3 separate regions of the Mus musculus genome follow, and all the other regions are linked to region 2. Evidence: chromatin contacts called from public HiChIP or PLAC-seq and promoter capture Hi-C data. All regions are on one chromosome and are shown on one strand. Each heading gives the region's core, a stretch centred on a gene start, on an enhancer-like site or on the middle of the called end of the contact. The rest is flanking DNA. Distances are from core to core; before and after follow the strand shown.

Region 1 (4,064 bases), core at 360-2,859, 560 kb after region 2:
CGTACCACTCTTGGGCTTATACCCAAAGCATGTTCTATCCTACCTCAAGGATACTTGCTCAACCATGTTCATTGTTGTTTTTTTCATAGTAGCCAGAAACTGGAAACAATCCATATGTCCCTCAATAGAAGGATGGATAAAGAAAATGTGGTGCATTTTCACAATGGAGTATTTGCTGTAAAAAAAAAAAAAAAAAAAAAAAAAGTGACATCATGAAATTTGCAAGCAAATGGATGGATCTAGAAAAAAAAAAAAAAACCCCAAGTGATGTAACCCAGAATCTGAAAGATAAATATGGTATGTATTTACTTATAAGGGGATTTTAGGATTTTAGCCATTAAGTAAATGATAATCAAGCTACAATCTAGAAACAGAGAGGTTATGTAAAGAGGAGGGGTCTTGGGAGACATAGGAACCGACCTGGGAAGGTAGATTAGATTTTATGGGAGGATTGGGGGGGTGGGTGAGGATGGGAGGGGGTTGTGTGGGGGGAAAGAGTATGGGGAGAGTCAGCTGAAATTGAAGGAGGGCACTTCTGGGGGTGGGGGATGGGAAGCCAGTGCAGTGGAAACCTAGTGTGAACTGTATCAGGGCAATGGTGGCACAGAATTGGTTTCCAGGTGAGGTTTGATGCTGGTCTAGAACAACCTGGTGTTTTGAGCTTTAAATGATCAGGAGACTGTTTTTGTTGTCGTCGTTGAAGTCTTGGAAATGGACAAAAGCTTCCTATGTTTCCTGGGTGGCACACAGAATGAAGTTTTATTCTGTAGGAGTGTACACCCCTGCTGGTCTCCTTATGGACTGCATTGACCCATGTAAGGACAGAAACTAAGATGGAGATTATACATACAGTGACGGGATGGATTGTCTGTGAAGCTACAATTGATTTTAGCCCTGTAGGAAGAGATGGCACTCAGACATTGTTTCCCCCCTCCCCCCCCACCCCCCCGCTATTACTGGATAGCAACCATTTTGCACTATTTGCAAATCTCAGTACACTTCTCACATGTGGCCTTAAAAAGATTCTTCCTTTAAAAGATAGAGTGTAATTACACCATTGTTCCTTTGCAATTCCTTGATTTATTACAAGGCAAGAAGCTCTTGCTCCATGCAGTGCGTGCTGGGCGATGGGGCACATTAACCCCATAAGGAAGGAGGTCAGACAGCTTGTTTTCCTGTCAGTACATTTTGTTCCCCGCTCTACTCCGGGCTAGGTAATTCTCCTCCTGGGGCTAGAAGATCACCTGATATGATGGATGAAAAGTGCTTCAATCCTCACCAGGCCCATAATGGATCAAAAAGTCAGACAAGCCAGCCCAGTAGCAGCTTCTGTGACGCTGAGATTCAAACCCTGGCCTTGAACCACCCCAGAGCTCTTTTAACCACCTGTCACTTCATCCTTTAGCATCTCCCTCGTTTCTGTTCTAATTGTAAGACCGGGACAATCCGGTAAGCAGAATTTGTACCGATAGCAGGCGTAGAGGGCGAGGCCTGGGCGGGGTCAGCCCTGGGCGAGCAGCTTGGGGGCGGAGTCAGCGCTGTCTCTCCCGCATCTCGCCTTTCCCTCTTGGCTCCGCCTCTCCTGTCTGTGTCCGCGGCCTCCCCTTTCGATAAAGTTGTTGTTTTGCCAACATGGCGGCGCCCAGAGTGACTGGCTGGGTCTTGCTCGTGTAATGCTTGGGGAACGAGGCAGAAGGTAGCAGCTGGCCAGACAGAGCCTGAGCGCAGAAAGCCCCGCCTGGGGCTCAGGAAGACGAGAGACAAGCCCCGCTTAGCCCCCGGAGCTGAAGGTGCGGACAGGCTCGGGAGTCCCGGGACCTTGGAGTTTGACAAAATGGGAAAAGCTCCGAGATTCTAGTCTATAGGCTCTTTCAGCCATGGACCCTGTTGACAGCTCCGGACTCTTGCTCGGAGAACGCACATCTTCACATGGCTTTGTATTCGAATTCTCCTCTACTACTCACCTCCCCCCGGGTGCCTGGATCTTCTCTTCGGGGTTGGGGGTTTGGACCCAGAAAAGGACCATCAGTACTACATCTTTGGGGGACCCACAGTATTAATTAGGACCCGCAGGTCTTCACAAGTCGCCTGGATCTTAACAGGCTCACAGCTTACAGAGAAGGTGGAGTTCCAGATACGAAATAACTTGCCTGAGATCCTGCAGGAAATTAGAAGTAGCGTGTGTGTGTGTGTGTGTGTTTAACATTAGTATTTTACAAGACATGTCTGCTGACATTTGTGTTTTTAGAAGACATGTTTGTTGGGGTGAGGTGTGTGTTAACTTACTCGTTTTGTTTGTATCCACACCAACCTCTGCTAAAATGGCTGCTTTTGATGCCAGGAAGAGGCAATGCCTATTAAGACTTCAGTAGACAGGTACTTGAAATGGCCCAGAGCTGTGCCTAGTAAGTAAAAAAAGAACAGAAGATGGTTGAAATCTAAAAGTTCTGTAAATTCATAGGCATGAGCACAGACAATTTGTTCTTAGTCTCTTCCCCTAGTGGAGAGTCTGAGGGTGATCTTGGACCTATGCCTAAGGGTTTGGGGTTTATTTTTATTTTTTATTTTGCATTGCTCAGGATGGAACCAATGGCCTCAAACAGTGTCAGGGAATTACTCTACCACTAAGCTATATCTCCAGCCCCCACATTTACAGTATTTACTTGTTTTATTTTGTTTTTGGTGCTGGGTATTGAACTGATGTGCTGAGCATCTGTTTTATATATCTAGTCTTTGGATTTTCTTAACAAATCTGCTTTTGTTTTAAGACTTGTTTTTAATTGTGTGTGTGTGTGAGTGTGGGTGCCCATATAGGCCAGAGGCATCAGATCTTCCTGAAGCTGGAATCATAGGCATTGTGAGTCACCCACTGTGAGTGCTGGGGACCAAACGGGGATCCTGTACAAGAGCGGTGTGCTCTCTTAACTGCTGTGCCATCTTTCCTGCCTCTTCTTTATTTGTTTGTTTAAAGACAGAGTCTCGCTGTATAGCCCAGGCTTCCCTACAGCTCATGGTAGCCCAGGTTGTACTGGAACTCTTGACAGTCCTCCTACCTCAGCCTCTCAAGCTACTGGCATTCCAGGTGTGAGACATCACAGTTTCTTAACTCCTCTGGCATACATACATTGCCAAATTGCTTCAGAGGTGTTCTTAATTTGCATCTACCAATAGTGTATACACATAATTGTTTTCATTAAAACTATAAGCAAGATATTTAATTGTATTTATTTCTTTGATTAGTTGTAAAGTTGATTTTTTTTTCATGTTTCTTAGCTTTTGTCCTCTGTCTTATCCCTCACTTGGGGCACCAATCCCCCTTTTCTGGTGCTGTGGATTGAATCCAGAGTTTTAGACTTGCAAAGCAAGTGTTCTACCACTGCGATATACTTCCATGCTTATATCTTTGCCTATTTTAAACATGTTTTTGGGGTTCTTTCCTCATATGTGAACTCTTTATGGAGTTGTATAACCTTTTGTCATTGTAGTTTGGAACAAATACTTTTCTTCAGCAAATTGTTTACTCTTTAGCAATTTGTTCAAACTTTTTCTTTCTTTTCTTTAAGACAGGATCTCACTGTGTACCTGTGTAACTCAGGCTGGCCTTGGACTTAAGATCCTCTTGTCACAGCCTCCTTAGTGCTGTGATTACCAACATGTTTCACCCCACCAACTTACACATTTTTGGTATATAGATATTTCATGGTTTTGGAGTAAGACCGATTAATTGTGGTACTTTAAAAAATTCCTATTAACTAAGTTTGATGGTTTGTGGTGCCTGTAAGCCTAACATTTGGAAGGCAGAAGCAGGGATATCAGGAGTTCAAGGTCATCTTTGTCTGCAATGCTAGTTCAAAGACAGCCTGAGCTAGATGAAACCCTGTCTCAAATTCCCACATCCCTTCAAAACAGTGGGATTTATGCCAGTTTATGGCTTGCGTTGGAGCCCTAATTTAAATTTTTCTCAAATACATTGAGCAATCAATCATTTTCAGAGTTGTGGTGGTGCACATGTAATCCCATGAGGAGGCTGAGGCAAAAGAACAAAATTAGAGGCTAGCCTGGGC
Region 2 (4,318 bases), core at 673-3,172:
ATTCATTGTTTTTGATAGCTGAGTAGTATTCCATTATGTAAATGTACCAAATGTATCCATTCCTCTGTTGAGGGACATCTAGGTTCTTTCCAGCTTCTGGCTATTATAAATAAGGCTGCTATGAACATAGTGGAGCATGTATCCTTATTACATGCTGGAGCATCTTCTAGGTATATACCCAGGAGTGGTATAGCTGGGTCCTCCAGTAGTACTATGTCCAGTTTTCTGAGGAACAGCCAAACTGATTTCTAGAGTGGTTCTACCAGCTTGCAATCCCACCAGCAGTGGAGGAGTGTTCCTCTTTCTCCACATCCTCCCCAGCATCTGCTGTCACCTGAATTTTTGATCTTAGCCATTCAGACTGTTGCGAGGTGGAATCTCAGGGTTGTTTTCTAGAACCCAGGACCACCAGCCCATGGATGGCACCACTCACAGTGGGCTGGGACCTCTTACATCAGTCACTAAGAAAATGCTTTCCTGCAGTGTGATCTCCAGAGGTGTTTTCTCCATCGCGGCTCCCTCTTCTCTAAGGACTCTAGCATGTGTGAAGTTAACATAAAGCAGCAGCACAGACTGAAAACACAAAGATCCAGGGCACCCCACCAAATGTCTAAGTTACCCTCCTAACAGCTCCCTTTCAGTGGGTCTCATATGACTATTACGTGTACGTTGTGGGAGGAGCACACATCCATGTGGATTTTTGCAGGACAGCGTTTTTGGAATCTGTTCTTTCCTTCCACCTCCATCTAGTTACGGTAATCAAACCACAGTGGTCAGGCTGGAGGGTCTGATAGCAAACACTTTCATCTGTTGGTCGACCTGGCAGCACAGTACTGTATGCTTTATGATAATATGTGACTAAGGACATTGCTAATGAAAATATTTTAAACAAATGTGCCAAAATATAAATATCTAACAAGGATTGTCCCAAAACACTAAGAAGTTAAAACTTCAGAAGTTGTCAGGTGGTGGTGGCCCATGCCTTTGATCCCAGCACTCAGGAGGCAGAGGCCAGCAGATCTCTCTTCAAGGCCAGCCTTGTCTACAGGACTACACGGAGAAATCCCGTCTCAAAACAAAAAACAAAAACTCCTTCAGAAACCACCTTCAGTATCTGTAGCCTATTCTCTTTAACATAGTCCTCACTCTAAATAGTACTGTACGCCACAAATTCAAGTCGTCTAGAGGGGAAAAGCCCTAAATAGGGTAATAAATGGGACAAGTATTTAAAGGAGTTCTCAAAATGGGTAGAGGCAGTGTCCTTAAATCTACAGTCTCACAAGGGCAGGAAAATTGAGTCCCAGCACTCTTAAGCTTGCGTGACATGTGGCGCACACACTGCCTCAGAGACAGGTGGGCAATTGTAAACTATGCTCCTGCAGACAAAGGACACGATGTGGGCCGCAAGGTCGTCTTCAGGAGAATGAAGATCTGAGAGAAGGGGTGGGATGGCTTCTTGCTGGTTGACCAAGCCAAGAGGTAGCAAAGCGAAAAGCAGTTTATATTCCATCATTTGCAGGTCTGGAGATCAGTTACAGACGTCCAATAAAGCAGTAAAAAGCCCATGCTGAGTACACTGAACGTTTAAAAACAGCCTAGTAAGGAGTCGCGATGTGTCATGCCTGTAATCAAAGCACGTAGGAGGCTGAAGCAGGAGAATTGCCGCAAGTTCAAGGCCAGCGTGGGTTACAGTGTGAGCCACTGTCCCAAATAATTAAACTATCTCAAATAGATTAGATTGAGGAAAAGTCAAGTGGGAAATGTAAGCCAGAGGAACCGGATCTTTCACACTCAGCTGCATCTGGGAAGCCTACCAAGACTACCAACGGCTGCTCAGCAAGAACTGCGTCACCAGAGCGCCTTGCATAGCTCCGCCCCTTCCCCCCTCCCCACCAGGGGCTGCGCGTGCGCGCTTTGGCCCCGCCCCTGCCTCCCGCTACTCCTTTACCTTTGCTTATCGTCCTCCCACCTGCCTGCCAATCATCTTTCTCCCTCAGACCTAGTCGGCCGGAAGAACCGGCTTGTGTCTCCCGAAGCTGCCTTCGGAAACCCGCAGATAGCGGGGTAAGGACACCGCTTTGAAGCGGGGTGGGAGGCCGCTGAGAGCCGACGTCCTGGCTGGGAGCCGCTTGCCGGCCTTGCGCAGGCGTTCTAGGAGGAAGGTCGGTCCGCCTTAGCCAATGAGCATGGTTCGTGCGGCCTGCCGGCTCCAAGTGTCGGGGCGTCCAAGCACGAACCCAGGCCTCTGAGACAGTGGGCCAGACCTGTCAGGAGCTCCCTGCAGAGCGAAAGTTGCCCAGGGACTCCACACTTGCCACACAGGCCTTGGCCTGTGCGTGCTGAGGCGTAGGCGAGGCTGTCAGATGGGAGCTGGGTTTAGGCTGCTGCTGGGAGAGCCTTGAGGCTGGTGGGGCCCTGGGAGGAGCTGCACCCCAAGTTGCGGACCTGTCCATTCACCTCTAGACCTGTAATCAAACTTATGGCTAAGTAGACTCTCAGAGGGGAGTCTGAGGCGTAGATTACTCAAGTGCACTTCACCACTAAAGAGCTTAAGGAGTGTGCTAATTCATTCAAGACATCTGTGGAATGTGTGTGTGCGAATGGGTTTAAGATTGTAGGATAATGGTAAAAGGAAACAGGATCAGGCTGAATTTTATCAGTTTGAGACCACCGATTGGAGATTCCAGATTTAATGTGGAGTTCATATAGTTTTAAAAAGGTGTCAAAGTTTGGTTGGCTGGTTGGTTGGTTAGATTTGTCTACAGATGGCCTACTGAAAAGGAACTGGAGATGCCTGCCATCCCTTGGCTTAGTGTTGATGAAGGAGTTTTAAGCTCAGGGAAATTGCAGTGCTAGAGTGGGTACTCTCTGAAAAACCTGATCCCTCATAATGGAAAGGCCCAGAAGACATGCCCTACACTAACCTATAAGATGAAAATGGTTTGAGGGGGCAACAGCAGGTCCGAAGAGTTTTTGTCGTAATTTTTTCTCTTGTGCCAGATCTTAGGGTTCAGTGGGTGTAATTGGACCTTGGAGTAGCACCAGTGCCTGTATATATTAGGTCAGGCTGGGCCAGAAGTGCCTGAATCCTTCTTGAAACTGTAGAGTTTGTAGTTATGATTTAACTCTCCAGCAAGATACAAAAGGAAAGCTAAAGAATTTGTTATCTAGCCAGGCGATGGTGGAGTGTCATTAATCCCAGCAATGGGAGGCAACAGGAGGCAGAGACAGTTGGATCTCTGTGAGTTCAAGGCCAGCATGGTCTACAGAATGAGGTCCAGGACAGCTAGGGGTGTTACACAGAGAAACTTTGTCTCCAAAAACAAACAAATGGAACTTGTTATCATTGATATGTCTAATACTGTCTCCTGGTTTTGCTCTGGTTGTTTACTTGGTTCCCTACTCTAAGTAGAAAGCCTAAAAGCATTTTTTTTTTTTTAAATCCTGGTCTCTGGGTGAGAGGGTGCATGCTTTTAATCCCAGTACTCCAGAGGCAGAAGCAGGTAGATCTCTCTGAGTTGGATGCCAGCCAAGTCTACAAAGTGATATCCTGTCTCCAAAAACAAACAAACAAACAAACAAACAGAAAGGAAAAGAAAAGAAAGGTAGTTAGGTATGGTTTTATCATTACTTGAGAGAAGAATTTTTTTTTCTAAAGAAAAATTCCAAGATAGTTACAAAGGGAAACCATAACTAAAGTGAAGTTAGTGTGAAGTTAAGTTAATTGAAATAAGTTACTTTCAAATACAGATTGTGCCAAGGGGCCAAAGCTCAGTGTTGAAGACCTCTATTTGATAATTTCTGTGCTTGTCAAAAATAATGGACAGAGGCTGTTAGATCTACAAAGCAAGTTCCAGACCAGCCTGAGCTACGTAGAGAGTTGCAGACCTTGAAGAAAGAAAGGAAGGAATGGAACAGAAAATAATACCACTATTAAGTAGATTCGGGTAGTCATTTATACTGGCTTGTAAACGAATTTTATCCTTCCATATCTACCTTCTGTCCACACAGTAGATCATTTCTTTAGGACAAGGCTCTCCAGGGTGCCCTCCCTGCCCTATAGGTGTAGCCTCAGGAAGTCTCCTGTTACTCTGAAAGTCGGAATCATTGCATTTACTGCTTTGTTTTACAGTTATCTACTTGTGTCTGTGTCCTGCTTCTCTACCCTTTCCTCAAACTAAGTTTAGTGAACACAACAAATGCTCGTTGTTTTACCCTGGACCTAACATGGAAGCACTGGTGAAGTGATAAATTAAGGACTCAGAATGCCTTCTGAGTCTGATGAGAGAGTTAGGAGTGCCTCTTGTCCATCTGTAGC
Region 3 (3,700 bases), core at 910-3,409, 670 kb after region 2:
GTTTTCAAGTTCATGAAACAGACAAAAGTGGCCTATATTAAATAATTTTGGCATTAAATAAATGTGCACAGAATTAGGATTTTTTTTCGGTGTCTTCAGTATTGAACAGCGTCAGTAAAACATTCAAACATTGTGTATGGGTGTTTGGCTCACAAGTTTGTCTATGTCACATGCATTCAGTACCTAGAGAGACCAGAAGAGGGTGTTGTGGCAGTGGCGAGCCACCGTGTGGATGCTGGGAATCAAACCCAGGTCCTCTAAAATAACAGCTAGTACTCTTAAGTACTGACCCATCTCTCCAGCCCATGTCCAGCACTTCTAAGGATCACTTGCATAATGGTATATTGGATGCCATCTTTATAAGCTGCTGTTATTATTACTGTAGTTGTTGGGGGATGGAACCCAGGCCCTCATGTATGCCCAGCGAGTGTTCTATCACTGGGTTGTAGCTCTGGGTATAGGAGATTCTTTTAAAATAAAAATATTTAATCCTGGGCTGGAGAGATGGCTCAGCAGTAAAGAGCACACACTGTCCTTGCAAAGGATTGGAGTTCAGTTCCCAGTACTTACACAGGGCGCCACACAGCCACCTACGACTTCAGCTCTGGGGTTTCTGATTCTCTCTCTGGCTTAGAAGAACATCTGTCCTCTCTCCTCCCCCACCTCTCTCTTCCCCTTTCACCTACACACACACACACACACACACACACCATATATACACATAATTTGAAACTAAAATAACTTTAAAACCTAGTTTTAGTATAATGCTTTATAGCAGTACTCACTCTTCAAATTTTATTGTGCAAATCGTCTTCCCATCCCACAGATGCCGTAAAACACAAATCTGGGGTTAGTAGTTTGGGGCTGGAGCCTGGAACTCTTCATTTTCAACAAATATCCTGAACCTTCAGAGTCTACAGGACAGTGAACCATTTTTGTGTTTATAGAATATAAGAATATAAGCACTTCCATATATATTATCTTGTTTGTTCCTCGTCACAGTTTAGAGAGATTTGCCAAGACACATATGTTCAACCAAACCCTGCGCATATACAGGTGTAATGAAGTGGATAACTGATTAGCTGTCAACCAAAAAGGGGCATGCAGACAAATAAACAGCTGGAGCTGACCCTCCATACCTAGAGCTCCACATCTGAACAAGGGCAAGATACTCAGGAAAAGAAAAGGTGTTTATGTTAAACACATACAGATTTCATTTTCTTGTCATGATTCCTGAAAGACAACAAAACAAAACCAAACAAAACTGCTGAGAACTATTTGCATAACATTTACATCTATTAGGTAGTATGAGCAGAGACCTGGAAACATTTAAACTAGATGGGAGAAAGCCTGCAGGTCAGTGACTTCAGTATCCCTGGATTTAAATAGTGTTCAAACCAAGCAGGAAACAAAGGGGTTGTGGGTGGGGGTAACTTTACGGGGAGGTGATTTTAGCTGGGAAGGAAAGAAGAGACACCAGAAGCTGATCAGCAGGCTCTCGGCAGGCACTAGGAAGTTCCATCCACCGGGAGTTCAGGCAGGGAAGGTCCCAAATCAGAGGGAGGGTAGGCGGGGCAGTCAGGCCTGTTTGTAGAAGTGAAGGCGGGATTTCAAAATAAGTCCGGAGTAAGCCTTGAGGGTTCAAGTTCAAGAGTGACAGGCCTGGGATTGGTTTTAGATCACGCTGGCGGCTGTGTGGGAAACGTAAACTATCCCCAGTCACCTCATAGGAGCTATGTGTGTTATCTAGAGCCATGGCAACCTGGAGTGGTGAGAACTGCTTGGGGTTCAAGAAACCCAGTAAGGACGACAAGCCTCTCTGGGCACACTTAGGACGTCCAACACAGATGCTCTCATTCGAGGGGACCCGAGGGAAGCCTGGCGCACCCTTGACTCTCCAGCAGCGGCGGGAAACTGAACAGTCCGCGGCAAAAGTACTGCGGGAATTGCAACTCTCTCCCGGTGCCCAGAGAGGGACGCCAAAACTCGGCGTGCGCATCACTGGCCTGCAGGGGGCGCCCCGCCCCGCCCCGCTCCCGCCCCGCCCTCCGAGCCTCCGCCCCGCCCCGCCCCGCCCCGCCCCGCCCTCCGAGCCTCCGCCCCGCCCCGCCCCGCCCCGCCCTCCGAGCCTCCGCCCGCGCCCCTGCGCGGCCCGGGGCGGGCGCAGCCGGCCAGCGAGCTCCCGGGACTGACGACCCGCGCGCTCACTTCCGCGTCCCGCCGCCGGCCGCCGCCATCGGACAATGGGCCGCGCGCCGCGGCTGCAGTGAGCTCTGCTGGATCCGGCCACCGGCCCCAGGCCAGGGGCTGCCCGGTGTGTTTGCAAGTTCGATTGTTCGACGTGGATGTGAGTTTACTTTTTTTCTGTGGACGTTCTCTGTCTTCTTTCGCCTGTTTTGGGTTTTGTGACTTGGAGAAGAGAACTTTTCTAAGCAGGCCGGGCACGGCTGAAGGCTGCTCTGCCCCCACGTGGACGCTCCCCGGGGGAAAAGAAGTCTGAAAGTAAACTTAGCCCCGCTGGCCTGAAGGCCTCAACTCTGGCTGGACTGTGAGTTTTGGAGTCATGACCTTCTTGCTGGGCAGGTGGGAATCTTTATCTGCCTTAGGCTGGACCTGAAACCTCGGCCAGCACCCAAATCTCCCCCACCACATTCACACCTTGAACCAGGGCTAGGCCCCGGACACTGATCTACAACATGGATAAATACGATGATCTGGGCCTTGAGGCCAGTAAGTTCATCGAGGACCTGAACATGTATGAGGCCTCCAAGGATGGGCTCTTCCGGGTGGACAAGGGTGCTGGCAACAACCCAGAATTTGAGGAAACTCGAAGGGTGTTCGCGACCAAGATGGCCAAAATCCACCTCCAGCAGCAGCAACAGCAGCAGCTCCTACAGGAGGAGGCCCTACCTAGGGCAGGCAGAAGCCCGGTCAACGGTGGGAACCGTCAGGGTGCGAGCGGCAAGCTGGCTGCAGATGGGGCCGCTAAGCCTCCTCTGGCTGTGCCAACAGTGGCACCTGGATTAGCTACTACCACTGCGGCCGCGCAGCCCTCGTACCCATCTCAGGAGCAGAGGATCAGGCCATCTGCCCATGGTGCAAGGCCTGGCAGTCAGAACTGTGGTTCCAGGGAGGGGCCTGTGAGTTCCCAGAGACCTGCTTTACACGGCCTGAGTCCCTCCTGTGAAGACCCTTCCTGCCTCACTCACGGAGACTATTATGACAATTTCTCTTTGGCAAGCCCACAGTGGGGTGATAAACCTGAAGGGTGCCCCAGCGTGAGTCTGGGTGTAGGAAGTGGATGGCCTGGTTGCCCAGGGAATGACTCCACATTGCCCAAATCCTGTGGAGACCATCACCCTTACCAGCCACAGCTCTCCACAGTGTGCTCTGGCAGGTCTTTTGAAAGTGGCATCAGTGGCCAGGACGGTGGCATTGGTGGCCATAGCAGCGAGAAGCCAACAGGCCTTTGGTCCACTGCCTCCTCTCAGCGAGTGAACCTCGGTTTTTCTTCCATGGGCTTGGAGAATGGGACCTCCGCTCAACCCAAGGGCACAACTGTTTCAGCACCGATGGTCCCTAGCAGCGCCAGCCAAGGAGCTTGTCCGAAAAGAGATTCAGGTCTGGGATATGAGGCTTCAGGCAGGGTCTTCAAACCCCTTGTGGACACTCAGCCTTGGCTGCAGGATGGGCCCAAGTC

What was found. HiChIP or PLAC-seq counts read pairs in DNA pulled down with a chosen protein or histone mark. Capture Hi-C pulls out chosen DNA fragments and counts their contacts.
Region 1: a promoter capture Hi-C map of adipose tissue shows a contact between it and region 2, with 3 times the contacts expected there. The contact joins the promoter of Lars2 here to the promoter of Tcaim in region 2. A contact is called at or near these places in 2 of 39 promoter capture datasets (hippocampal neurons and pre-B cells), 3 of 484 Hi-C or Micro-C datasets (CD4 T cells, muscle stem cells and uterus), 5 of 115 datasets of contacts at active chromatin or transcription factors (the 230-238 cell line, the SCID.adh cell line, astrocytes and 1 more) and 2 of 9 other capture datasets (adipose tissue and liver).
Region 3: an H3K4me3 HiChIP or PLAC-seq map of craniofacial prominence shows a contact between it and region 2, with 6 times the contacts expected there. The contact joins the promoter of Limd1 here to the promoter of Tcaim in region 2. A contact is called at or near these places in 2 of 39 promoter capture datasets (erythroid cells and hippocampal neurons), 1 of 484 Hi-C or Micro-C datasets (CD4 T cells), 2 of 115 datasets of contacts at active chromatin or transcription factors (craniofacial prominence and extraembryonic endoderm stem cells) and 1 of 9 other capture datasets (adipose tissue).

Annotation. Positions count from the first base shown.
Region 1 is chr9:123,365,318-123,369,381 of GRCm38.p6, forward strand. It overlaps Lars2 (leucyl-tRNA synthetase, mitochondrial), which reads left to right and starts at 1,610. Exons shown (of 21, transcript NM_153168.3): 1 at 1,610-1,790.
Region 2 is chr9:122,803,625-122,807,942 of GRCm38.p6, forward strand. It overlaps Tcaim (T cell activation inhibitor, mitochondrial), which reads left to right and starts at 1,923. Exons shown (of 11, transcript NM_001013405.2): 1 at 1,923-2,064.
Region 3 is chr9:123,476,542-123,480,241 of GRCm38.p6, forward strand. It overlaps Limd1 (LIM domains containing 1), which reads left to right and starts at 2,160. Exons shown (of 8, transcript NM_013860.2): 1 at 2,160-3,700. The coding sequence starts at 2,697.